Regions from separate parts of the Mus musculus genome. Here regions 1, 3, 4, 5, 6 and 7 are each linked to region 2. A link is a contact called in public promoter capture Hi-C and targeted proximity ligation data. All regions are on one chromosome and are shown on one strand. The core of a region is the stretch at or near the end of the contact, and the rest is flanking DNA. Distances in the headings are between cores, read along the strand shown. Region 1 holds the start of Recql4 (RecQ protein-like 4). Region 2 holds the start of Eef1d (eukaryotic translation elongation factor 1 delta (guanine nucleotide exchange protein)). Region 3 holds the start of Ly6a (lymphocyte antigen 6 complex, locus A). Region 4 holds the start of Rpl8 (ribosomal protein L8). Region 5 holds the start of Slc52a2 (solute carrier protein 52, member 2). Region 6 holds the start of Adck5 (aarF domain containing kinase 5). Region 7 holds the start of Arhgap39 (Rho GTPase activating protein 39).

Evidence for each region. Promoter capture Hi-C pulls out the DNA fragments that hold promoters and counts their contacts. Capture Hi-C pulls out chosen DNA fragments and counts their contacts.
Region 1: a contact with region 2 is called in a promoter capture Hi-C map of erythroid cells, with 2.5 times the contacts expected there. A contact is called at or near these places in 2 of 39 promoter capture datasets (erythroid cells and liver), 1 of 484 Hi-C or Micro-C datasets (double positive thymocytes), 3 of 130 datasets of targeted methods (bone marrow-derived macrophages, double positive thymocytes and memory CD8 T cells) and 2 of 9 other capture datasets (adipose tissue and liver).
Region 3: a targeted proximity ligation map of pancreatic cancer cells shows a contact between it and region 2. A contact is called at or near these places in 1 of 39 promoter capture datasets (hippocampal neurons) and 1 of 130 datasets of targeted methods (pancreatic cancer cells).
Region 4: a contact with region 2 is called in a promoter capture Hi-C map of liver, with 4 times the contacts expected there. A contact is called at or near these places in 2 of 39 promoter capture datasets (embryonic stem cells and erythroid cells), 1 of 484 Hi-C or Micro-C datasets (neutrophils), 2 of 130 datasets of targeted methods (bone marrow-derived macrophages and pancreatic cancer cells) and 1 of 9 other capture datasets (liver).
Region 5: a promoter capture Hi-C map of liver shows a contact between it and region 2, with 3 times the contacts expected there. A contact is called at or near these places in 3 of 39 promoter capture datasets (liver, neutrophils and pre-B cells), 2 of 130 datasets of targeted methods (bone marrow-derived macrophages and memory CD8 T cells) and 1 of 9 other capture datasets (liver).
Region 6: a contact with region 2 is called in a promoter capture Hi-C map of pre-B cells, with 2.5 times the contacts expected there. A contact is called at or near these places in 2 of 39 promoter capture datasets (liver and pre-B cells) and 1 of 9 other capture datasets (pancreatic islet).
Region 7: a promoter capture Hi-C map of erythroid cells shows a contact between it and region 2, with 6 times the contacts expected there. A contact is called at or near these places in 2 of 39 promoter capture datasets (erythroid cells and pre-B cells).

What each region holds. Positions count from the first base shown.
Region 1 is chr15:76,708,833-76,712,302 of GRCm38.p6, forward strand. It overlaps Recql4 (RecQ protein-like 4), which reads right to left and starts at 1,727. Exons shown (of 22, transcript NM_058214.3): 1 at 1,561-1,727; 2 at 1,446-1,479; 3 at 1,269-1,366; 4 at 936-1,076; 5 at 1-719. The coding sequence starts at 1,644. It overlaps Lrrc14 (leucine rich repeat containing 14), which reads left to right and starts at 1,809. Exons shown (of 4, transcript NM_001358891.1): 1 at 1,809-2,095.
Region 2 is chr15:75,907,606-75,910,837 of GRCm38.p6, forward strand. It overlaps Eef1d (eukaryotic translation elongation factor 1 delta (guanine nucleotide exchange protein)), which reads right to left and starts at 1,739. Exons shown (of 10, transcript NM_029663.2): 1 at 1,640-1,739. Tigd5 (tigger transposable element derived 5) reads left to right here and starts at 2,130. Exons shown (of 1, transcript NM_178646.4): 1 at 2,130-3,232. The coding sequence starts at 2,186.
Region 3 is chr15:74,996,640-74,999,916 of GRCm38.p6, forward strand. Ly6a (lymphocyte antigen 6 complex, locus A) reads right to left here and starts at 1,392. Exons shown (of 4, transcript NM_001271419.1): 1 at 1,240-1,392; 2 at 896-978. The coding sequence starts at 965. All of the region lies in intron 1 of Gm28068 (a long non-coding RNA gene), which reads left to right.
Region 4 is chr15:76,902,007-76,905,500 of GRCm38.p6, forward strand. Rpl8 (ribosomal protein L8) reads left to right here and starts at 2,065. Exons shown (of 6, transcript NM_012053.2): 1 at 2,065-2,103; 2 at 2,297-2,444; 3 at 2,533-2,674; 4 at 2,812-3,030. The coding sequence starts at 2,307.
Region 5 is chr15:76,537,521-76,540,691 of GRCm38.p6, forward strand. It overlaps Slc52a2 (solute carrier protein 52, member 2), which reads left to right and starts at 1,310. Exons shown (of 5, transcript NM_029643.4): 1 at 1,310-1,675; 2 at 1,863-2,082; 3 at 2,174-3,059; 4 at 3,152-3,171. The coding sequence starts at 1,953. It overlaps Fbxl6 (F-box and leucine-rich repeat protein 6), which reads right to left and starts at 1,226. Exons shown (of 9, transcript NM_013909.2): 1 at 805-1,226; 2 at 397-555; 3 at 203-266. The coding sequence starts at 1,196.
Region 6 is chr15:76,574,906-76,578,362 of GRCm38.p6, forward strand. It overlaps Adck5 (aarF domain containing kinase 5), which reads left to right and starts at 1,454. Exons shown (of 15, transcript NM_172960.3): 1 at 1,454-1,589. The coding sequence starts at 1,578.
Region 7 is chr15:76,816,903-76,820,221 of GRCm38.p6, forward strand. It overlaps Arhgap39 (Rho GTPase activating protein 39), which reads right to left and starts at 1,264. Exons shown (of 12, transcript NM_001168288.2): 1 at 1,090-1,264.

The DNA of each region.
Region 1 (3,470 bases), core at 477-2,976, 800 kb after region 2:
CCAACTCGTACAAAGCGTTTGTTTTTCATGTTGAGTCGAATATAGTTCCCTCTGTCTAGGGAAGCTGGTCGAGGAGAGGCATGGAGGTGGGTTGTGCCCTTAGCCTTCTCTGTCCTGGCCTGGTTTGAGGAATTGCATGGCTGAGGGACATTCACTTGTGTGGGTTCTCCTGGAGGGTCTTGCCCATGTACTGTAGCCCTGGCTCCCTCAGACAGGGGTCCTGCTCCGCTGCTGGGCTGGTCTTGTGCAAAGTCCTCCCCCTTCTCATTCCACTTCCGCTTCCTGCCTTTACTGTTGATGGATTTGGGGCTCTGTGACAAAACCTGGGCTGGCTGTTGGGCTATGGCCTCTGGGCTCTGTACAGATACTTCTGACTGGATGTCAGGATCAGCGATGTTCACCTTGCCTGACATCTGAGGCTGTGACTCCTCTGCACTCAGGTCAAGCCCACAAGCACCCGGAACCTCTAGAAGATCTGAAACTCTGTTGTGACACCTCTCTAACCAACCAGGGTCTAGGGAAGTCAACCTCCGGCTGAGGGATGATCGGAGCTGCTGGAGCTGGCCCAGCCTCGGCCGGGGCTCAGGAACCCGAGGAAGTGCATCGTCAGCTTCGTCTGGACAGGGGGATTCAGTCTTTGAGCCTGGTGGCCTTGGGGCAGGAACTGTGGACAAGGATCTCTTCTGAAGCTGGAGTTTTCTGCTCTGGGTTGGTCCAGTCTAGAAAGACAGAACAGCAAATCGGAATTCAGGACCTGGGTTACTGCAGAAGTTTGGGACAGACAATAAGAGTGGAGATGCCTGAGCACCGTTAGGAACCTAGTCCCAGTTATTACAGGAGCGTACGTGCGTGCTATAAGGAAGGGTGGACATAGAAGGACCCTGGCAAACCACCCAAGGGCCAAAGGCAGTTCTGGGTTCACCTCCACGTCTTACCTGTGTTGTGTTTTTCAGATTGGCTTTGAGCCTCTTCCCATAGTCTTGTACAGAACTCAGTAGGCTCTGTTTTGGCATAGACTGCGTATTCTGCGTTGCAGCTCGACTCAGGTGGGGACCCCAGCAGCTTGGCTCCTGTGCCTGCAGTAGATAGTAGCAACCTAGACCAGTTTAAAAGATGGCATGGGCACAGAAGTGCCTCTAAAGCTTCCCCTAACCCCCATGGGAGGACCTGGCCACCCAACTTCTGTGCTCCATGGAGGCACGGCTGCAAAATGCTCTCGGTTCCTGCCATTTGGACCACAGACCGCTGAGAGTGGGATTCACTGATACCTCCTCAGCTGCCTCGGCAAGTGATTGCTCTAGGACACGATGTCTGTCGTCAGCCTGACGCACCGCCTGCTTTAGGTTACGGTACTCACGGTAGAGCGCTGGGAAGGCAGAAGTCGGCGGTCAGGGGCATACCCACTAACATTCGCCCTGTCCCTGGTCCACCAGCCCAGTGCTCACCGCGGGTCTCTTCAGGTGCCGCCTCCACATCCCCCTAGGAGAGAAGCTTGTCAGCAACAGGCTGCGCCAGGATCCCCCACTTGCCGCCCCTGTCCGGACCCTAACTCCACCTCACCTTCGCTGGCCGTCGCCCGTGCAGCCGTGCAAAAGCGCGTTCCCACTCCTGTAGCCGCGCGCGAACGGTCGCGAGCCGCTCCATGGCAGCCCGAACGTGAGTTTAGGGGAAATCTCCCGCCGCCACCGTAAAGTCCTGTCCTTAGCCAATGAGAGCGGCCGCCGGGCGGTGCTGCAGATGCTCTGAGCCCCCCGGGGAGGGGGCGGGCCTATGAGTTGTTGCGTCATCACAGCGCGCCCCGGCGCTGCGCGGAGCTGGGCGAGGCTTGCTGGGCGAGGAAGGGTTGCAGGCCTTGGTAGTCGGGGAGGCGGATGAGCGGGGGCCGCGGGGCTGGGATTCGAGTCGAGCTGAGAGTCAAGCAGCCGTTAGTGGTCAGGGCACTTGGACGGCAGGTTCGACGGGGACTGGCGCTTGAAGACCACGGCTGAGGCGGATTCTCGGGAGGTGCCGCCGGCGCGCGGGGATGGGCCGCAAGCGAAGGGAGACCTAGGGGCGGGCGAGGCCGGTCTCGGCCTGTGGCTCCAGGCTCGCCCGGGTCAGTTGATGTTCCGGGCTTTTTGTTTTCTCCAAGGATCCGAGCGTGCGCGTCTGTATGCCGCAGAGACCGCTGTGTCCTGTGTGCAGTAGCATCACCCAGAAGCAATCCTTGCTTGGAGGCCAGGCGGGCTGCCACCGGTTCCTCTTATGACAGGTGTTTGGTTGGCTTGTCCTGTCAGTTAGGCAGTCCTATTATCTTAAGCTAGAGCCAGATCAAGGACAGTCACGCGGGGTTCCCCAGGGACGCGTGCCTTAAGGACTCGTAGGAGATGTTAGAAGCAAGCAAACCCTGGGCTTCATCAGTCTTTCTGGTCCCCAGTCTTGTCCCTTGCTGCGGCTTTGCGTAAGGCCTAGGCCCTGGTTTTCCATTCTGTTGTGGGCTGAGGACTGTAGCATAGTTCTGAGGGTAAGGTGTTTTGCCCACAGGAAGTCTACTGACCCAGGATAGCAAGAATCATTCAGGCTCAGGATCTTTTGTATGTGGCTTCTCAGCTGGAACGCTTTAGCAGTTTTGGCTTGGATCGTTATGAATCTCGTGAATTTAAGACATGGTTTCTCAGTGAAGAGGAGGTACCCGAATAGGAGACAAGGACCACAGAGGGTGAGAGTTGCTCTTCCTCAGGGATTTCTCTGCCTAGTTATACCCTAGAAATCCGCTATCTCTGGAGTTCAAACTCAGGGCCTTGGTCTCAGATGCTGCACACCATCTGTTCACAGGATCCTTTAAAAAACAAAAACAAAAAAAAAACCCCAGAGCCTGGCACTCACTAAGCTGTGTTAGACTTCTTTAACTCCAAAGGCACATCTACGTGGAGGGTCAGGATGTTAGGCTACTGGCTCTGGAGGAATCCTCTGTTGTCAGTCTGGTGGGAAGAGAGGTCTGGGATTTACTTCACTTTAGAAAATATTTACTTTCCCTAGTCGTAGGAAAATACACCATGTGCATGTGAAAGCTTCAGGTCAAAAGGGGGCACCTGCATCAGTTCCATGTGGCTGTGACATACCATGTTGGTTCTGGAAACCAGGCTGGGGTCTTTTGCAAGATCGGTAAATGCTCATAACTGCTGAACCATTTCTCCACCCCACCCTCCCACCCCCATTTTACAAGCAAACATGCAAATCTACTAGAACTCAATAGTGGGCTAGCCAGCCAGTAAGGTTCAGGGAGTCTTCTGTTGACTCCAGTGCTGGCTACAGAGCTGTGTCACCTGTATCCTGCTTTTACATAGGTTCTGTGGTCTGAAATCAGGTCCTCATGTTCAGTAAGAGCTATACAGAAAGGCGTCTCCCAGCCCCTTTTCTTCTTCTCTTTTCTTTCCTTCCTTTTTTTTTTTTTTTTTTTTTTTTTTGGCTAGGATGTCACTGTAAGGATA
Region 2 (3,232 bases), core at 489-2,988:
TATGTTGGCACAGGAGTGGTGTCTTGGTCTTTTTTTCCCATGGGTTAGTAGATTCTCATCTCCAAGCTCCCACCCTGCTTCTCTGCCTCTGGGATATCCCAGTCCTACTCAGAAACACTGGCCTGAGCTGTCTGCCCACTTTGAGACCCAGAGGCTAATGCTGTCACTCCAGTCTAAACCCACCCAGCCCCAATCTCCTTACCCCCAAATGCTATTGTTTGTTGGCTCTATTTCTGTTCCAGCAGACGGTACCTTGACCTGACACACAGGTCTTGGGACTCTGCTAGACGACTTGCTTTCTCAGCTCTTCCTTTACACCTGATAATATCTGGACCATACCTTGGGGGCATTGGTTGTGTGTCATCTTAGACACAGGAAGGAGAATGAAAACTCTGATTGGTAGAACCACCCAAGTCTGCTGAGTCAAGTGATGTGTGGAACTGGAGACCAAAGCACGTTCCAGCACCCGGATTTCACATGTTTCAATGACTCCAACATTCAATAGGCACACAGCATCTTAGACCCCTGGCTCAGAAGAAATGTTTAATGCCAGCATCTCCTACCTGCATCCCCCAAGTGTCACTCTTGCTATCAAGCCCTCTCAAGCACTTTTGCCTCATCTGTACTATGCCACGGAGCCTCACCTATCCAAAAGATAAGCCCGGAGGACGACCCTGCAGCAGCCTTCTCCTGAGAGGGCAGAAAGCCATGCAGAGCAAATCCCAGGCAACCAAGTCTAAATGGCTCCCTCTGCCAACTCTCCAACTGTTTGCTGAGTTCTCCTCCCACAGTCCGAGAGAAGGTTCATGATGTACTGGCCATCACAGAGCCTGGGAAGGGGACTCCTTGTCCCTTTGACTTCTTCCTCTTGACTCTGTTGCCCCACGGGATTGGCTTAGGGGGCACTCGGTAGTCCTGTCACATCCATCCTTTGCTTCATCCATGAGAATCCGCCTGAGATAAGACCCAGTTATCCATCCCCGAGTGACAGGGCCAATTCAGAAGCATCCTTGGGAGTAGCATCCCAACATTATAGCTTCACCAAGTTCTTTTTGCTGCAGGGTAGCCGTTCACTCTAGAAAACCATGATGCCCGGAGAGAGTGCTCATGTATTAGAAAAGGGGCGACCGTACCCTTCAACGCCCCTTTCCAAAGAAAGCTGCCCAGATCACCTTATTCAAATCAGTAAGTAGAGCTAGTCCTGTTACTTTTGAGCAAATCGACACCACCACGCCCTTTTTTCTACCCTGTGTTCGTGGACCGTACGAGTTCCACCAGTCAGCACCCGAAGCAACCTCCCTCTATGCCTAGAGTTAGGTACGCCCTTGGTGCTTAACCGCAAAGACCTAGGGCGTTAGCAAGAGCTGGGCCCCCAAAATTCCGGAGCCAGCCCGACCGCAGGCAACCGTGTCACTCAAGGCCGTGCCGTGCTGGGATGTGCGGAGCCACCGCGCAGCCAGCCTGAAGCAGCGCTCCGGAATCTGGCAACCATGTGGCCAGCGGCCCGCCTCCACACAGGCCCAGACGCCCGCCCGCAGCCCGCACTGTCCCACGGGAGGCAACCCTAACGGCGCGGGGCCCGGGCACTCCAGGCCTCCGCCGCACGTGCGCTCCTTGAGGCGGGGCCCCCGGTACTCACACGCCAGCCAAGGACGCAGCAACCAAAACCTGGAACTGCGAGCTCAGGACTGCAAAGGAGAGGGAGGGCGCCCGCGCAGCTCCCGGAAAACGCAGCGGCATAGACCACGAAAGGCACGGCGGGGGGTCCAACCCTGGGCACGCGCTGTCTTGCCCTCAGAGCGTGCATCACGATGCATGCAGGAACCACCATGGTAGAAGCAAAGGAAGAGCTACCTTGAGAGCCGCGCTTCACCTCAAGAGTTGTCGCTAGGAGCGGAGAACCGGATCTCCCAACACGCCGAACCCCTCCTCAGCTCGAAGAGTGGATCCGTCCGACGAGGGCGGGACGTAATGAAGCTGATGTGCGCACGCGCTAGTGACGCGCCCAAGGCCAGACTGTGCGCAGGCGCCACGAGGCGAAGTGGGCGGGCCTTGCGGGCCGGGGCAGGCAAGGCTGGCGAGACAAAAGGGAGGGACCCGGGCAGCCCCGCCCCCGAGCCCCGCCCCGAGCGGCCCGCGCGGGGTGTCAGGCTCGCTTTCCCGGGTGGTCCCTGGCGCCGACGCCATGTACCCCGCGAGCCCTCCGGCCGGCCCAGCCCTGCACCCGGTCCCGCATCGCGCTCGTCTTCCCCAGCCACGGTGCCTTGCTGAGCCGCCGCGATCGCCGGCGCCCGGCCCGGGTTCCACGGCGCGCCCGCCGCCGCCCCCAGCGCCCGGGCCGCGGCCCCGGGTGGCCGTGAAGATGACTTTCCGCAAGGCCTACTCAATCAAAGACAAGCTGCAAGCCATCGAGCGCGTCAAGGGCGGTGAGCGGCAGGCCAGCGTGTGCCGCGACTTCGGCGTGCCAGGCGGCACTCTGCGCGGCTGGCTCAAGGACGAGCCCAAGCTGCGCTGGTTTTTGGACCAGCTGGGTGGAGAAGTGGGCACGCAGCGCAAGAAGATGCGTCTGGCCAACGAGGAGGAGATCGACCGCGCCGTCTACTCGTGGTTCCTCACCTTGCGCCAGCACGGTGTGCCGCTATCCGGGCCAGTTATCCAAGCGCAGGCTGAGGCCTTTGCTCGCCAGATCTACGGCCCCGAGTGTACCTTCAAGGCTAGCCACGGCTGGTTCTGGCGCTGGCAGAAGCGCCATGGCATCTCTAGCCAGCGCATCTATGGTGAGGCTGAGTCCCCGGTCGCAGGCCCCGCGCCTGTCAAAGAGGAGCCGGCGCAGTCACCAGGCGCAGTTCTCGTACCTGACGGCGCGCCAGCCACTCTACCCCACTCCGAGGGCGGCTATGGCGACGAGCAGATCTACAATGCTAACGTTACTGGTCTCTATTGGAGGTTACTTCCGGAGCAGGCCTCAACTCCGGGCACTGGGGACTCCAAAGAGCCTGGTGGGTGCAGCCGACGCTGGCGCAGTGACCGAGTGACAGTACTGCTGGCCGCCAACCTGACGGGCAGCCACAAGCTGAAACCACTAGTCATCGGGCAGCTACCGGACCCACCCAGCCTGCGTCACCACAACCAGGACAAGTTCCCGGCCTCCTACCGCTACAGTCCGGATGCCTGGCTCAGTCGCCCGCTTCTTCGGGGCTGGTTCTTCGAGGAATTTGTCCCTGGCGTCAAG
Region 3 (3,277 bases), core at 142-2,641, 910 kb before region 2:
TTACTTGCACACAGCTGCTGGCTGCTAGGTCAGAGCAAGGACATTACTGTTCAGTCAAGAGTGAACCAAGAACCACTGTTGTTTAAAGATGCCTGGTACTGCTGTCTCAGCTACACAGCCCCACAGGAGACATGTGCACCCCAAGAGATATTAAAGAGACAGCCACCATATTGGGAAGATATAGATACCAAATGTCCGCTGAAGCAGTGAGTGGGTGTGTAAGTAGATGCTGGGGCCACCAAATAGAGAGGGCTCTTCTGACCTGTCCTACCCTACACCTGCAGAGCTGGCCCCTGGGTATTGGAGCATGACAAAGCACAGAACTTCCCAGAGTCAGCTTAAAGCTGAGGCTCACCATGAGGCTTCCTGCAATACACATGTAACTACAAGTATAGGCGTATCTTAGAGCTCAGAATTTCTTAGAGTACAGAAGGCATAGCATTTGGGTCTCATGTGGCATGGGCTGGGACATAAGGAAAAGTCAAAGTCCAGGCAATAAGGATTCCAAATCCATTGACTTGGCATCTGGGGAGAAAAAGAAGGCTCTTCCAGTTTGTGTGCACACAGGCCAGTGTCCTGATTGGGAGGCCAGTGCAGAAGGGTAGAGTCTAAGGACAGGCTGCTCTGGTGGCCAGGTTCTGTGGCAGAGATACTGAGCTCCACGTGTCCTTTTGGTATGTGGTGATGGTTGCAAGGCAGGTTCTGACAGGTTTACAGACCCAGTAAAGCACCCCACCACAGAAGGCTTCACCCACCACAAGCCCATTCCCAATCCCATGACCCCAGCACATCTCGGGTACTGGGCACACAATGGAAGTGTAGGTGTACCCACAACCCTGAGGCCCTTTTCCATCTCCATTGTATCCTTCTGCCCCTCTCTCATTTTCTACCTCACCTCTTTCTGCACACAGTAGGGCCACAAGAAGAATCAGCAAACAGGACTTTGTAGTGTGAGAAGTGTCCATCCTCAGAGAAGGGCTGCACAGATAAAACCTTGGAAGTTGGAGCCAATTAATAGACCCCCAATCACATCCCTGGGCTCTCACAGAGCTCAGGCATCCGATCTTCCCTCCCTCCAACCCTCCACACAGCTTTCCCTGAGGAATACATGTCTGCCTACTTCTCTCACCCACCACCCACCCAGCTCTTCCTTCCTAATCCCACACTCCCAACCCCAGCCCTATCCTGAGGGCTCTTCCCTTTGTCACCTAGCAGCTCCCTCCTCACACCAGTCCTTACTTCCTCTCAGACAAGGTTGCAGGCACAGTGGCAAGTTCTGTCAGATGTGGACTGAAGTACTTTAATTTCCTTCAGCTCCTCCCAGCTGGCATCCTGAAGAGGGAGGGGTTTCAGTACTTAACCTTTTCCAGGCCATCATGTTTATTGGTTAAGAGGTAGCAAGATTTGTTTGTGACCTGATCAAGCCAGATTTATAGCAGTTGGGGAGGAACCATGGTGCAGGAGAACTGAGAGGGCCGAGGGCCAGAGGCCACAGTTGACTTGTGCTTGCCAATTAGAAAGCAAGGGAAGAAGTCAAGTTGCTCAGCCCTTTACTAGTTTTTGTTTTGTTTAGCTTCGTGTTTTTTGTTTGTTTATTTTGGGTTTTTTTTTGACTTTTTTTTTTTTTTTTGAGACAAAGTTTCTCTGTGTAGCTTTGGCTGTCCTAGGACTTGCTCAGTAGAACAGGCTGGCTCCAACACACAGCTATCAAAGGGGTGCACAACAGCCGCTGATACTTCTGCCTCCACTACCTGGCTTTTTTCTGTGTCTAAATAGAAGGTATGGTTTGCAGTGGCTCAGAGCCAATGGCCCTCCTTCCTATAAGCAGGAAAACAATTTACAAATACTTAAAGACTGGCTCTGGTGAGCAAGCCCCCAGTAGGCTCTTGCATCCACAAAGTGAGAGTCCTGAGGCAAGAACTAACTGGCAACTGGGATGGAAGTTACCAAGCAGTGTCTGATGTGTTTGGGGATGTATGGGGCTGTGTGTGCTGGACAGAGGTAGAGACCTGAGCTGGAAATCATCCTGAGATGATACCACAGCAAATGAACAGCTGTGCTCACAGGACAACTGAGTCCCAAAATGGACCACAGCATCAGTGAAGCTGAGCGCACCCCACTTAAGCAGGGAAGGCTGCTTACACTCCATGGCCTCTGCCCGAGCACCACTAAAAACCCCTTCCTTCTTACCCTATAATATATCATATAAGCAAACAGTTTGCCTCCAACACCGCATAACCCAGCACAGTGGTAAGAGGAAGAGAGCAAGCAAGAAATGTTGTCTCTCTAATTCTGTCACATGCTGTGCTCGGTATTGGCTCATGCATGAAGAAGTGTATGTGAAAGAAAGAGCAGGAGACAGCAAGCCTCTGCAAACAAAGAAAAAGCGGCAAGGAAAGATCCAAGTGATAAACCCTGCCAATGTCACCACCCAATGAGGTTATGAGGCTTTTTTTCCCCCAGAGGATGGGTGAGGTCACTTACAGGAATATGCATAAATTCTGAGCAGCTTAGTCACCACCAAATCTCACCCCATCATAAAAGCAGTACACGGAGTCCCTCTTTCAGTAAATCCTCTGTATCCTCTATATTCTAGTATCTTCTGAGACCACTTGTGCTTGGCGGAGAACAGGAGGGAGTCATGGCTGGAACCCCAGGTGACAGTCCTCCCTTCTGAGTATAGAGAGTTCTGCCCATTATCACAGACCTATTGCTGTTTTGCTCTTCTGACTCTATTTATTGCCAGGGCTCCTGGGCCAACATTATCCCTACTCCAGGATGACAACGGGGCCATCACCTTCTCTTTGGAGGGAAAGGCCATATAACCACAGTGCCGTGCACTGTTTCTCTAAAAGTCTTAAACTAGGAATTCTCATGAGTCCTCCAGTTTCCACCCAGCCCCATTGTTGGGGAGCTAGCTTCCCTTAGTGGTGGACTCCTGCCCATTCTACTGACAGACCACTCACATTAACTCTTCTGGGAGAGGGCTACAGTGTACTTGAGTAATCTTAGAGTTAGAGGTACCAGATGTTGCCAGGCTTGTGCTAGAGAAGCCAGGCCCTCTGCAGAGAAGTCTTCATGCAAGACAAAAACACACCCAGCCCTCTCTCCTGCCTTCCAGTTCACCTTGAAGCCTGACTATTCTCACACTCAATAGGTCAAACCTTAGCCAAGCCCATGCCCCTATTCAGAGAATGAATGACCTGTGTTAACTAGCCAGGGTCACATATTTTTTCCTCACTACCAAGAGTCATAAAGCACAGGTTTCATTTTAACT
Region 4 (3,494 bases), core at 815-3,314, 990 kb after region 2:
TAAAACCTTTGAATGTGTCCGAGGCACCTGTCCAGTACTTTACCTCCCACTCCATGGGGAGTTTGGAACCACTGGGCATGTCAAGAGTGTCTTTGGGAGCTGGGGAGTTGAGTCTGTGGTTAAGAGCCCTTGTTGCTTTTGCAGAAGACCTGGGTTTGATTCCCAGCAGCCACGTAACAGCTCATAGCTGTTTGTAACTCCATTTTCAAGGGCTCCAATCACTTCTTTTGTCATTCCTGGGCACCAGGCATATACTTGGTGCAGTTGTACAGGCCAAACACCCAGACTCATAAAATAAATCTTAAAAAAAAAAATTGCCTGATGGTGGGGGTGCTCCTCTTTAATGGCAGCACTCAAAAGAGACAGATGGATCTCTGAGTTTGAGTTCCTCCTGATCTAGAGTGAGTTCCAGGACAGCCAGGTTTACACAGAGAAACCCTGTCTATAAATAAATATATAAGGTGTCTTTTTTCAGGGCTGGAGAGATGGCTGAGCAGTTAAGAGCACTGACTGCTCTTTACCTAGAGGTTCTGAGTTCAATTCCCAGCAACCACATGGTAGCTCACAACCATCTGCAATGAGATCGGATGCCCTCCTCTGGTGTGGCTGAAGATCATATAAAATAAACAACAATTTTTTTTTTTAAAGATGTCTTTGTTTCTGAAAGGACAACCCAGTGGCAGATGCCTATATAGGAAGAGTGTGACAGGGCTGAAAACTTGCACATACATTTACAGACTCTCACAAAACTGTCCTGTGGGCCGGTTGGCTGAGATATACCCTAGTGCTGGCAGGGCCCTATGCCCTGCACGGTTCACAAGACAAAGCACTAGCAGGCATCCTCCCACAGACTTTTCTGTATAGGCATCTTTCATTCTGGTTCTCTTCTGGGCTGACTCAACTCCTTACCCTGCCCCTGGGTGGCTTGATTTACCACTCTGCAAGTCCTGGAACCCTGCCACCCAAAGCTCCACTACCCTTCTGGAATACCCTGTGCACCAGCATCCTGTGGAACTTGAGCCATGACGATAACTCGGTGTTCTTTCCTCGTTTGTTTGTTTGTTTTTTCGAGACAGGGTTTCTCTGTACAACCCTGGCTGTCCTGGAACTCACTCCGTAGACCAGGCTAGCCTCGAACTCAGAAATCCACCTGCCTCTGCCTCCCAAGCCCTGGGATTAAAGGCATGTGCCACCACGTCTGGCCTGTCCCTTCTTCTTTTCAGTGTGTCAGATCACCAACCCATGTCCCTTCCTCCTCAATATGTCAATTTTAGCCTCTGCCATGTAAAATCTCCCAGTTCTGACAAACCTCTCTTACCAATTGGGACCCTGACCCTCAGTTACCTCCCTCTCAGTCTACACGTTTATGCCATTGACTACTTAGGTTTCACTCAGATGAAGAACCTCTGTTTGGGGGGCTCTGTGCCACTTTATCGCCCTGCATCGCTGCGTTCCTTCCCCGCTTTAGCTCTCCAGGGTCATTGCCCCCACCCTCTTTCCAATTGCTGAGGCCACTAACTTTTGGCTTCTTTGCCAGACATCTTGAGAACTCCGCAGGTGACCTTCTTAAATCCCAATCATTATCTTCTTGTTCTTCTTCACCTCCTTCCTCCCCTCCACCCCCAACCCCCTACCCCAGACTGGGTTTTCTTTGTAGCCCTAGCTTGTTCTGGAACTTGTTTTCTAGCCCAGGCTGTCCTGGAACTCCGCCTGACCCAGTCAAATTTCAATCTTCTAGTTCGGCAAAGCACTAGGTTTCCAGTGTCTGCACATCCAATCTCCTCCGTCTGGGCCCAGCTCGGAAGCTCAAGATTCTGCGTGGCGTTGCCCTGGACAAATCCTTCCACCTCTTGAAGCCTCCTCTCTCCCGCCCTTCCTCCGTAAGACTCTTGAGTCGGTTTCTTCAGAGTCTGCCTCTCCCCAGGACGACAAGTTTCAGCAATTGCCTTGGTTCAGCAATTTGGTAGACACACAGGACACCTGCATGTGACTACAAGACCCGACAGGCATTGCGCTGGGGAAGGGGCGGAGTTATGGCCCCGCCCCGGAAGATAAGGCTGCGTTGACCCGTCTATTTCCTCTTTCGGCCTTGCTTGCCGGCAGGTAAGTTGTGCTCTGTCCGCTGCGGGTTTTGAAATTATCCACCGCCATCCGCCGCCGTTAACTACTTGGCGGTCTGTCATGCGGCCTGGCCCACTCGTCCAGGATCAGAAGGGAGGGATGGCGTTGCTTTCGGCCTTGGGGGCTGGCAGGAGGCTGGGGATTTTTTTGGACGCTGAACTCGAACCATTTCCAGACTCGCCGCCATGGGCCGTGTGATCCGAGGGCAGAGGAAAGGCGCGGGTTCTGTTTTCCGTGCGCACGTGAAGCACCGTAAGGGCGCCGCGCGCCTACGTGCTGTGGACTTCGCGGAGCGACACGGCTACATTAAAGGCATCGTAAAGGTAGGAGGGCACCGGCGGGAGTTAAGCAGGCGGGGAACCGGGCGTCTCGAGCAGGCCTTAGAATACAATACACCACCCTGACCCGTAGGACATCATTCATGACCCTGGCCGCGGCGCTCCCCTCGCCAAAGTCGTCTTTCGGGATCCCTACCGATTCAAGAAGCGGACAGAGCTGTTCATCGCAGCGGAGGGGATCCACACTGGACAGTTCGTGTACTGCGGCAAGAAGGGTGAGCCTCCAGGCGGGGAAGGAAGGAAGGGTTGGGCCCGGGACTTTGGGTGCTGAGCTGAGCTTCGTGGGTTGGGATCGGTGTGGGTTTGGCATGGCTTTTAGCGTTAACAGTCGTTTTGCCCCCTCTCTCCACAGCCCAGCTGAATATCGGCAATGTTTTGCCCGTGGGCACCATGCCTGAGGGTACGATCGTGTGTTGTCTGGAGGAGAAACCTGGGGACAGGGGCAAGCTGGCCCGAGCCTCCGGGAACTACGCCACAGTCATCTCCCACAACCCAGAGACCAAGAAGACTCGAGTGAAGCTGCCTTCGGGGTCCAAGAAGGTCATTTCCTCTGCCAACAGAGCCGTTGTTGGTGAGTGCGGGAGGGCAGTGGGGCCTTGAAGACGCGGGTGGTCGGCATATGAACTGCCAGCTGCTGGGCCTAGGCCATAGAACCACATTGCTTATTTTCTTGGTCATGGGAGAAGACTAACAGAATGCAACTGGGGATTTAGTTGTAGAGTGCTAGAATACCTACTTCGTAAACAACTAACTGATTCCTGTCCTGGGGATTTGATTCTTTTCTGGTCTCTGGGCACTGTATAAATGTGTATGGATACAGACATGTAGGTAAAGATGCCTGTGTATACATAAAATTAGGTTAAAAAAAGATTACACCGCTTGACACTTTTGTGCACTGTGACCTAGGAATTCTGATCCTGCACTTGAGTTTAGTTGGTTCATTTTAGAAAAGATAGGACCAGTAGTGGCTGTTAAAAGATGTTCAAGTCAGTGAAAAGGGGCCATGACTTATCTCTTGTTTAGTTACTTGGAAAC
Region 5 (3,171 bases), core at 60-2,559, 630 kb after region 2:
CTATAGTCCCAGCTATGACTCCATTCTGTCCACGCCAGGCCTACATGGAAATTGCTGTCTCCTCCAGCAATTTCCTAAGATGTCAGCAAGACGAAACTGAGCAGGCAGGCAGACAACTCTGTGGTACACCACCAGGGCACCCTCCCCATAGTAGACCACTCAAACGTGACAGCTTGTGTGCAGGGCAGTCTCCAGCTCTTACCTCCAACACAGAGTGTACTTGAGACTTCCAGTGGATGAGGGTCAAGCTCTGGAGCTGAGAGAACCTGGGCGACAGCAAGGCCCGGCTGTAGTTGTGCTCTTGTCCTTACGCTGCCCCCTTCTGGACAGAATCCTCCCCTACTCAACGCGGATGCAGGGAAGACAACAGACAGTAAGATGACAAGGAGCCCTCACCGATTGGGTACGAGCCACTCCAGGCAAGCAAGGAGCTTCTTCTCTCCCTTAAGGTTGCCCTTGCCAGCCCGGCCAACCAGCGAGGGTGACAGGGTCACAGTATGCCAGAGTGAAGGATGGGAGGTGGCTTCGTGCCAGTGACGGCAAACGCGTGCAGCCCTAGGAGAAGAAAAAGTTTGCTGAGAGTGCGTGGCCTTTTGCGGGTAATGCCTACAATGGAGTGTTTTAGGAGCAGCGCAGCGGTCTTAAAGCCTGCCGTCGCCCGTTCTCAGTGCTAGGCTTTGAGCTCTAAGTGAAGACAGGTGCCGGAGCACTTGTGTTCGCCCGATGTGATGCCTGCTCTGCCCTCTGCTCTGCAGCACCCGCTCAGTGCGCCAGTCTCTACCGCGGCAGGCGCTGTTGGTGTACCTGCCAAGAAACGGCATGGGCCCATGAGCCGCAACCAACAACCCGAAAATATGCACCAGGACTTCTAAGGGAATACGGTCTCCCCAACCAGAGTCCAGGCCCTGATCGAGCGACGGCTCCGGTCGGGGTTTGGTCCTGGGCTTGGCGACAGCCGTGGGGCCACGAGCCAGTGACCTCGGAGCGCGGCGACGGGCGCGCCGGTGCGCACGAGCGCGGGGAGGCTCCAGGTCCGGCAGCACGAGCAACATGCTGTCCGCTTGCAGCAGGTGGTACCCAGAGCCGCGAGGTGCCAGGCGGTCCCACCACCAGTCCTCCGCCGAGCGGCCCCGCGCATCGGGCCGCTTGGAGCTTCGAACTCGACGTCTAACTCGCCTAGAGGCCACGGGAGCCATAGCCCCCGGGAGCTGAACTAAAAGCGGAAGGTGGGTGGGCAGAGAGGAAGGGGCGTGGCCCCTTAGCTCACTCCTTTACACTACACTTAGCTTCCGGGGGTGGGACTTCCGCCGCAGTCTAGCGCATTAGCCGGCGTCTTACTACAACCCTTTGGCTGGGGTTTGGCTGCCTTCCGGGCTAAGTGGCGTGCTCCCGGGGCTGGGCGGGCTGCTCCGGCCCCACGCCCCTGATGCACCGCACTCAGCCGAGGAGCCCAGAATCGAATCAAGTCAGCCAGCCACACCTCTTGCCGATCCACGCCGGCTGCCTGAAGTTAGCTGTCATCCAGTCTGGTTTAGCCGCGCCAAGACTTGGTCCTCCGCAAGCATCAAGGACTGGCTCTTTCGCTCATCTTCCTCCCCGGAACCATGCTTTAAGCCAGCTTCTCGCTCCCCCGCTTGCCAGTCTTGTACAGAAGGGTCCCGGTGCAGGCTCCATGGTAGGTGCAGCTCCTGATCTATCCGCCGCCTCCCTCCAGGTGCCTTGGTTTTGCAATCTGGCCACCTCAGACCCTGACTCTGCCCACTCGCATGTTTTTTTGTTTGTTTGTTTGTTTTGTTTTGGTTTGTTTTGGTTTGTTTTTTGTCTCCGTCCAGGTGAAAAAGCTTGACTCTTTTTTTCTCTAGAATAGTTAGAGAAGCTTTGGATCTACGTGGGAAAAGGGCGGACTGTTACCTTCGCTTTGTCCTGGAGGGCCCGCTTTGACCTTTGACCTAATGGCAGCACCTCCGCTGGGCCGACTGGTGCTGACCCATCTGCTGGTGGCCCTTTTCGGCATGGGCTCCTGGGCTGCTGTCAACGGGATCTGGGTAGAGCTGCCGGTAGTGGTGAAAGAGCTCCCGGAGGGTGAGTGAAGTGGGCGGAGGTAGGCTGCTGCTGTTGCTGCTCTTCGTTCCTTAGCCTGGTGCCTTTACACTATCTCCTCCTTCCACTGCAGGTTGGAGCCTCCCTTCCTACCTCTCTGTGCTTGTGGCGCTGGGAAACCTGGGTCTGCTGCTGGTGACTCTGTGGAGGCGTCTGGCTCGCGGCAAGGGCGAGCAAGTCCCCATCCGAGTGGTTCAGGGGCTAGGCATAGTGGGCACAGGCCTACTGGCCTCTCTGTGGAACCACGTGGCCCCAGTGGCAGGAAAGCCGTACTCAGTGGCCTTCCTAACGCTGGCGTTTGTGCTGGCATTGGCCTGCTGTGCTTCTAATGTCACTTTCCTGCCCTTCTTGAGCCACCTCCCACCCCCCTTTTTACGGTCTTTCTTCCTGGGTCAGGGCCTGAGTGCCCTCCTGCCCTGTGTGCTAGCCCTGGGTCAAGGGGTGGGCCGCCTTGAGTGCCTGCATGTGCCTGCCAACAGGACCACTGGGCCTCCGATCGAGGTGTCTCCCATTAATTTCCCTGAACGGTTTTCTGCCACCACGTTCTTCTGGGTGTTGACTGCCCTTCTGGGCACTTCAGCAGCTGCCTTCCAAGGCCTCCTGTTACTACTGCCATCCCCGACATCTGAACCCACAACAGGTACAGGGCTTCGGGTAGAAACACCAGGAACAGAGGAGGAAGAGGAAGAGGAAGAGGCCTCACCTTTGCAGGAGCCACCAGGCCAGGTGGCAGGCATTGTTTCCAGCCCAGACCCTAAGGCCCATCAGCTGTTCTCTTCCCGAAGTGCCTGTCTACTGGGCCTGCTGGCCATCACCAATGCTCTGACCAATGGCGTGCTGCCCGCTGTACAGAGCTTTTCCTGCCTGCCCTATGGGCGCCTGGCCTACCACTTGGCTGTCGTACTGGGTAGCTGTGCCAACCCCCTTGCCTGCTTTCTGGCCATGGCAGTGCTGTGCAGGTGCTCACGGACTCCCAAGCCCCCATGGGGAAGAGCTTGAGGTGGGCCAGGGCCTGGCACAGCCAGTCCTGATCCCAGCCCATCCTTGGCAGGTCTCTGGCAGGGCTGTGTG
Region 6 (3,457 bases), core at 204-2,703, 670 kb after region 2:
CTGACATATGTCACCCAAAAATACACAGGCTTCCAACTGCTGCAGACGCTCAGGGACAGGCTGCTGGCCAAGACTGTATGATATAATGTTTGGAAAGGTTTGGGCTAAATAAGTATTCTGGAGTTGCTGGGCTACTTGGTTGCCCTGACTTTCCAACAGGTTCCTGGTAGCTCCCAGCTAGGTCTCCCTGGTTCGGGTGTGACCTCACAGGGCTGAGGACTTTGATCTGTTCCCTACTGTATATCTGGACCTAATTGCCACAATCTCTCTCCCCTGTGCTTTATAAGTAGCCCAGTCTCGGAACACCCATTTCTGCCTTTTCATCCTGGGCTCTGTGCACCCTGAATCCATTTTGTCCCTGACACATTGCTTTCCAGTTGCGCCCAGACATCTCAGCTACACGTACTTCCTAGGCTTGCAAGGACGTCCAGAATGAATGAACTGGAAGGAGGCCATTGCCTGACATCGTCTGGCTCACAGACTTTTGTGACCCCCTCATACAGCCACTCTGCCACCTTCCAGGCACTCCAAAGCCAATTGGGGACATGACATTATCTTAGAGCCTGCTTAGAGCCATGTTCAACCAGAAGGCAGCTTGCCAGTTCCAGTGGGTGGGTGGGGGGAGGCTCAGGTGACCTCAAAGAACCCAATGGTCAACATTAGGACAGTTGCTGAGAAGAGCACCCGTGGCTAGGGAAGCAGGAACTTCAGGGGAGTTCTGAGGAACCAGGTAGTAAGGACCCCTCCAGAGGAGGATTTGCAGAAGGATTGGGTATCACAGAGAGTGAAGAGTAGGGGGACAAAGAACCAGGACTCTTCACAGAGAAACCCTGTCTTAGAAAAAAAAAGAAAAGAAAAAACAAAACAAAACAAAACAAACCAACCAACCAACCAAACAAACAAACAAAAAAGAACCTGGACTCTAACTGACATAGTTGGCAAGAAAGCGAGGGTGTCTCTAGCTTTGGTGGCTGTCTCAACAGGTGTTGCCAAACTGCCTGTGCGAGCGAATACTGAGAGTTGTGAAAATGACCAAGTGTCAGCTTTGAGTTACACTGTCACTTTTCAGAAAGGAACGAGAGCCCGACAAAATTAAAGAGCCAATTCAAGGGTCTGGGAATATGGCTGAGTGGGTAAAAGGGCTACCCTAGGAAGCCAAGTTCCTGGAACAATGTAAAAAGCACTTCTAGAGTGAAATAGGAGTGGGAAGAGGAAAATTGCCCGCAAACTTAGCCTGGCTTGCACAGGGCAACAGAAATAAAACAGACGGTGGAAAGCAAGCACCAACCGACTCTTGAAAATTGCTCCATAACATTCACATACAATAAACAAAGGAAAACACTTGGTAAAGACTCATCACTTGGTGTCTCCCATGAGGCTATGCCCCGGGCGACCTCAAGGGGCCGCTGCACGCCGAGGCGGTCACGTCACGTTTTGGGGGCGTGGCCCTTCCACTCTACCCAGGTCTGTGTGGCGCGTGTGGGCCGGTGCGCAAGCGCATTGCCTACTCTTTCGCGGGGTCGTCTGGGCACCAGGGACGTCTGCGGCGAAACCGGGAAGAGAGCACTGCCGGGGACATGTGGCGGCCGGTGAGGACCCCGCCCCCGCACGCCCTGGTCCCTGACTCTGCGCTCCGCATCCCTGCGTTGGGATCTCTCTCTGTACCCGGAGGTTCTGGATCCAGTCCAGGCCCGGGCCCTGCCCATCGACCCCAAAGCTTTGGAGAACTCTGATTCCCGCTTCCTCTTTTTTTCCCCAGAGCCTTTGGGAAGACTCAGCATTATTTAACCTCACCCCAGGGTCCTCTTCCTTCTGCCTCTGTCCTCAGCGCATCCCTCGGGTCTCCCCGGGAAGCTGCTCTGTCCTCTCTATCAGCTTCTGGAAGGGAGACAACCCCATGATTCCCGCTGGGTTAGCATGCCCTCACTCCCTTAGCCCCTTGTTCTGGCCCTGGGGGTGTCCTTGCCTATTCCCTGCCCTTGGAGTATGGCCCTTCTTCAGTTGTGTTGTTTTTAAACTTCTGCGAAGTTGTTTTTCTAGTACATCTGGCCTTGTAGGTTTAGATAATGAGAGGCCAGGAGGTGGGTTAACGTTTGGCTTGCAGTGTACAGCCCTGCTGGGTGTGTGCTTTCTGATGGGAGTCCTGTTGCTCAGAGACAAGTTGCCTTTTACACAGACAGCACTTTACTGTAGCAAAAACTTTTCCACATATCCGTATTACTTGTCACTTACACCTCTAGACAGCCCTGGGAGTTTGTTTTGTTTTGTTTTGTTTGAGATAGGGTTTCTCTTGTTTTTGGACAGCCCTGGCTGGCCTGGAACTAGCTCTGTAGAGCTGGCTGGCCTCCAACTCAGAGATCCTCTGCTGGGATCAAAGCCATATGCTACCACTGCCTGGCTAGAAAGGCAAGGGTTTTTTTGTTTGTTTGTCTTAGTTTTTTTTGTTTTTGGCTCCTTGCTTACCCCCCTCCAAGGTTGGGGTATTTGGTTTTAGCTCTGGCTGTCCTGGAACTCACTCTGTAGAGCATACTGGCCTCGAACTCACAGAAATCTGCTTGCCTCTGCCACCCTAGTGCTGGGATTAAAGCTGTGTACCACCACCACCCTACCAGAAAGGGGAGTTTTAACCTCTGATTAGGAATTACTGCACAGTACAGTGGAGTCCTTGCAGGTTCCCAATAACAACGTCCACTTCCTCTAGCTCAAATCTCTAGGCTGTTACCTACTAACTTTGGGAGATGGTCTGTGGCTTAGTTTCCTGTTGAGCTGCCTTGGGCTGTCTATCAAAGGTCATAATCTAGTCATCTTTTCTAGGGCTCTATCCTGAGTCTTGGCAGTCTTCATGGTGCAGGCTGCTGGCTTGTATGGATGTCTCTCTTTTGCCAGCTGTGTCTTCTCCTTAGAGCAGGTGTTTGCTGCTTTATGAAACCACTGGAGAGAAGTCTAGTTGAATGTTTTTTTTCTTCTTTCTTTCTTTCTTTTTTTTTTTTTTTTTTTGGTTTTTCGAGACAGGGTTTCTCAGTATAGCCCTGGCTGTCCTGAAACTCACTCAGTAGACCAGGCTGGCCTCGAACTTAGAAATCCACCTGCCTCTGCCTCCCAAGTGCTGGGATCAAAGGCGTGCGCCACCACTGCCTGGCAAAATATTATTTATTTACTTTTATGAGTACACTGTAGCTGTCTTCAGACACACCAGAAGAGGGTGTCAGATCCCATTACAGATGGTTGTGAGGCACCATGTGGTTGTTGGGATTTGAACCCGGGGCCATTCTGGAAGAATGGTCAGTGCTCTTAACCGCTGAGCCATTTCTCCAGCCCGGAATGTTTCTTTCTACAGACAGACTGTATATACGTTCATTCTCTGTAAAAAGGCTGAAAACTACCAGGCACGGTGGCACAGCATTTAGGAGGCAGAGGCAGGAGGATTTCTATGAGTCAAGGCCAGTCTACAGAGTGA
Region 7 (3,319 bases), core at 14-2,513, 910 kb after region 2:
TTGTAAAAAGGGGAGCAGGGACAAAACCACCTGCTGTTTACAGACTGCGCCCAGGACGCAGTGCTCAATTGCCCTCCCTAGCTCCCAAAGACAAACGTCCGTATTGTCTGCACCACGGGAGGAACTGAAGCCTTGCAACTGTACGTTTTTCTGCAGAGGTCACTGGAGGCCTGGCCAACCCGAACAACACTGAAGGGGGAGGGGGTCCAGCCGCATTTTTGCGGCTGAAGGTTGCGTAGCGCCCACAGCAGCTGCGGTGAGCAGCAGCATGGAACACACCCACAGCTGCCGCGCCCGAAGCGGGCAGCACGTTTTAAAATAAAGACAGCCTGCCTGGCCCGGGATGCACAGCCTGCCGGCTCGCAGCCCCCACCCACCCCACGCCTGCCAAACAGCAGGCGCCCAGGGAGTTCCAAGTCTGAAAGGCCGGGGAGAGGACCACCCGAGCCTGCCGCAGAGGCCCTGCCGCGAAGCCAGGGCGCACCACGCGCAAGCAAGCCACGACCCGACCCAGAGACGCCCACCGACTGCCGGGCATCGCGGACAAAGCCTAGCCCGCAAGATCCTCGTTCGGCAAGCACTATCTCTCACCACCCCCAAACGGACCGGAGCCCAGTGCACAGAAAGGGCACAAGCACACCACCGGCTCTGGGCCTGGACACAGAACGCACGCACACCTGTCCTCGGGCTGACTACACACACCTGTCTGCAGGCCGGGCACCCTCACATCTCACACCCACCATCAGGTCCACCCCAACCCCAACCACCTCAAGCAAAGGGCTCGCACACAACTATCTTGGCCAGGGACACACACGCACTCACGCCCATCCAAAGGCCGGGCACGCGTGCAGACCATGGCACCCTCACACCCACCACCCTCGGGCCCCTGCTCTTACGCAAACCCGCCTTCACACTCCCTGGCCCTTGGCCGCGGCGTCCTCCTGCGGACCCTCCCCTACCGGGTCACCTGGGGCCCCGATTTCTAGCACGACTGGACTGGGGGGCCTCCGCCTGGGCCAGGCCGTGGGGCCGCAGCGAGGCCTCTCCGCCATCTTCCCGGCCCGCGCCGCCCACCTCCCGCGCTCTCACCAGCCGGCCCTGCGCCCGGAGCGCCGCCACTGCCCCTCATCACCGACCGCACGCTGCGCCCCAGCTCCCGGCGGCTCCCGGCCGCCGTCGCCGCCGCAGCCAGCGCTTCACGTCCTGGGTCTCCGCCGCTGGTCCAGTGCGCTGCGGCCGCGCGTCCCCCGTCACCAAGCGCAACCCCCCGCCTCCGACTCCGCCCCCGCGAGGATGGTGGCGCCGCCAGGGGGCGCCGCCCGCGAGGCTGCAATGCGCCTGCGCCACCGCGCAGCCCCTCGGGAGCTCCGAGGGAGCCTTGCCTCTGTCGGAGGCCCCGCCCCCGATGCCGCGCTAGCCGGCCGTTCCGCTCTCACCTGTACCCGCCCACTTCTGGAGGTCTGGGTCACCTCAGGTGTGTCCTAACGTGGGTGTGGCGTGACTCTATTAGTTCTAGCCCTGCTGGGGTTCCTAAGCTTGAGATATACCTCTTCCTTGACTCTGGAAAGGTAGCTATTGTCTAAAATACTCTGCGTATTCCATGTTTGTAACTTCCCTTTATTATTTTCCTCCTTTTATTTCCTTGACTATTCTCGTAGTAACTCAGGCACAGCTTTAAATGTGCTCTCTTTTCTATTTTTTTTTTTTTTTTTGTAATGTGTATTGTGTGTGAAGCATGTGCACGCACGTGCCAACAGTGTCCGTGTGGAAATCGGAGGACAACTCCTTTCACCATGGGTTCTAATGACGGAACTCGCATCATCAGGCTTGCACAGAGAGCACCTCTACCCACTCCATGGCCCTTTTAACTTCTTATTAATTTTTTTTAAGAGAGAGAATTTCAGATGGCCCAGGCTGACCTTCAACTTCCCTATGTAGCGAAGGATGACTTTGAAACTCTAATCCCGTCTTCATCTCTCTTGTGCGAGGATTACAGGCACCATATCCGGTTTACACAGCTGAGGAGGTGAAACCCATTCTAGGAAAGCCCTTTACCTACTGAGCTACATCCTCAGCTGCCATTTGGGTTTTTTGTATTTGACGAGCTCTTGCTCTGTGTACCCGGGCTGGCCTCAAACTTAAAATCCGTCTTTAACACATTACAAGTGCGTTTGTCACCCTCCCAGACTTCGGAATATTCAGTGTTGTTGTTGTTGTTTTTGTTTGTTCATGTTTTCGTTTTTTGAGACAGGTTTCTCTGTGTAGCCCCGGCTGTCCTGTAACTCGATCAGTAGACCAGACTAGCCTCAAACTCAGAGCTATCTACCTGCCTCACTTTGCTAGTGCTGAAATTAAAGACGTGGGCCATTACTGCCCGACACCAGTTCTTTACTTTAAAAAGAAAAACACACACACACACACACAAAAAAAAAACCAAACTTTTTTTTTACCTTGGCTTGACAATTAAGAGTAAATACTGCTCTTCCTGAGGATTCAAGTTCAATTCCCAGCATCCATGTCAGGTGACTCAAAACCACCTATAATGCCTGACAGAGGTGGCACATGCCTTTAATCCCAGCACTTGGGAGGCAGAGGCAGGCGGATTTCTGAGTTCAAGGCCAGCCTGGTCTACAGAGTGAGTTCCAGGATAGCCAAGGCTATACAGAGAAACCCTGTCTCAAAAAACCAAAAAACAAACAAACAAACAAAACAAAACAAAACACCTATAACTCCAGCTCCATGAGATCAATAGTATTCATGTGTACACACACACACACACATTTTTTAAAATGGTGAAAATGAGCCTTCAGAATATTTTGCTTATTTAGTTTGTATGTCTGTAGGGCTGCATGTGTCAAGACCTCTGTAGAGATGTCAGAAGACAAACTCTAAAGGAGTCATTTCTCTTCGGCTATTGAGTCCCGAGGATGGAACTTGGGCCATCAAGCTAGTGGCAGGTCATCTCCAGCTCATGTCTTCATTTCTCTGTGTCGTATTTAAATTCCACTTGCAGACAAATAAAATGGCCCAAAGCTCTTCCAGGACTGCACACAGCGTTCCATCTGTATCCAGACCAAGAGAGCTCAGAGCCTTCCACACCCCGCAGTGCTGCAGACCCAAGCCCTGGGGATCTCCACTGTGCTCACACTTAGCACGTCCTTGCTGAGTCATCCTGGGCTCTGCTCTTAGGTATGGATGAGGGCTCCTGCTCTGTCTCCAGCCCCCTCAGCAATGCGGCTGGAAACAGACGTTCTAAATGCTGCAGAAAGGAACGCACAAGCAGCAAGGCTATTTATCTTTGCAAAAATGAAATTAACCG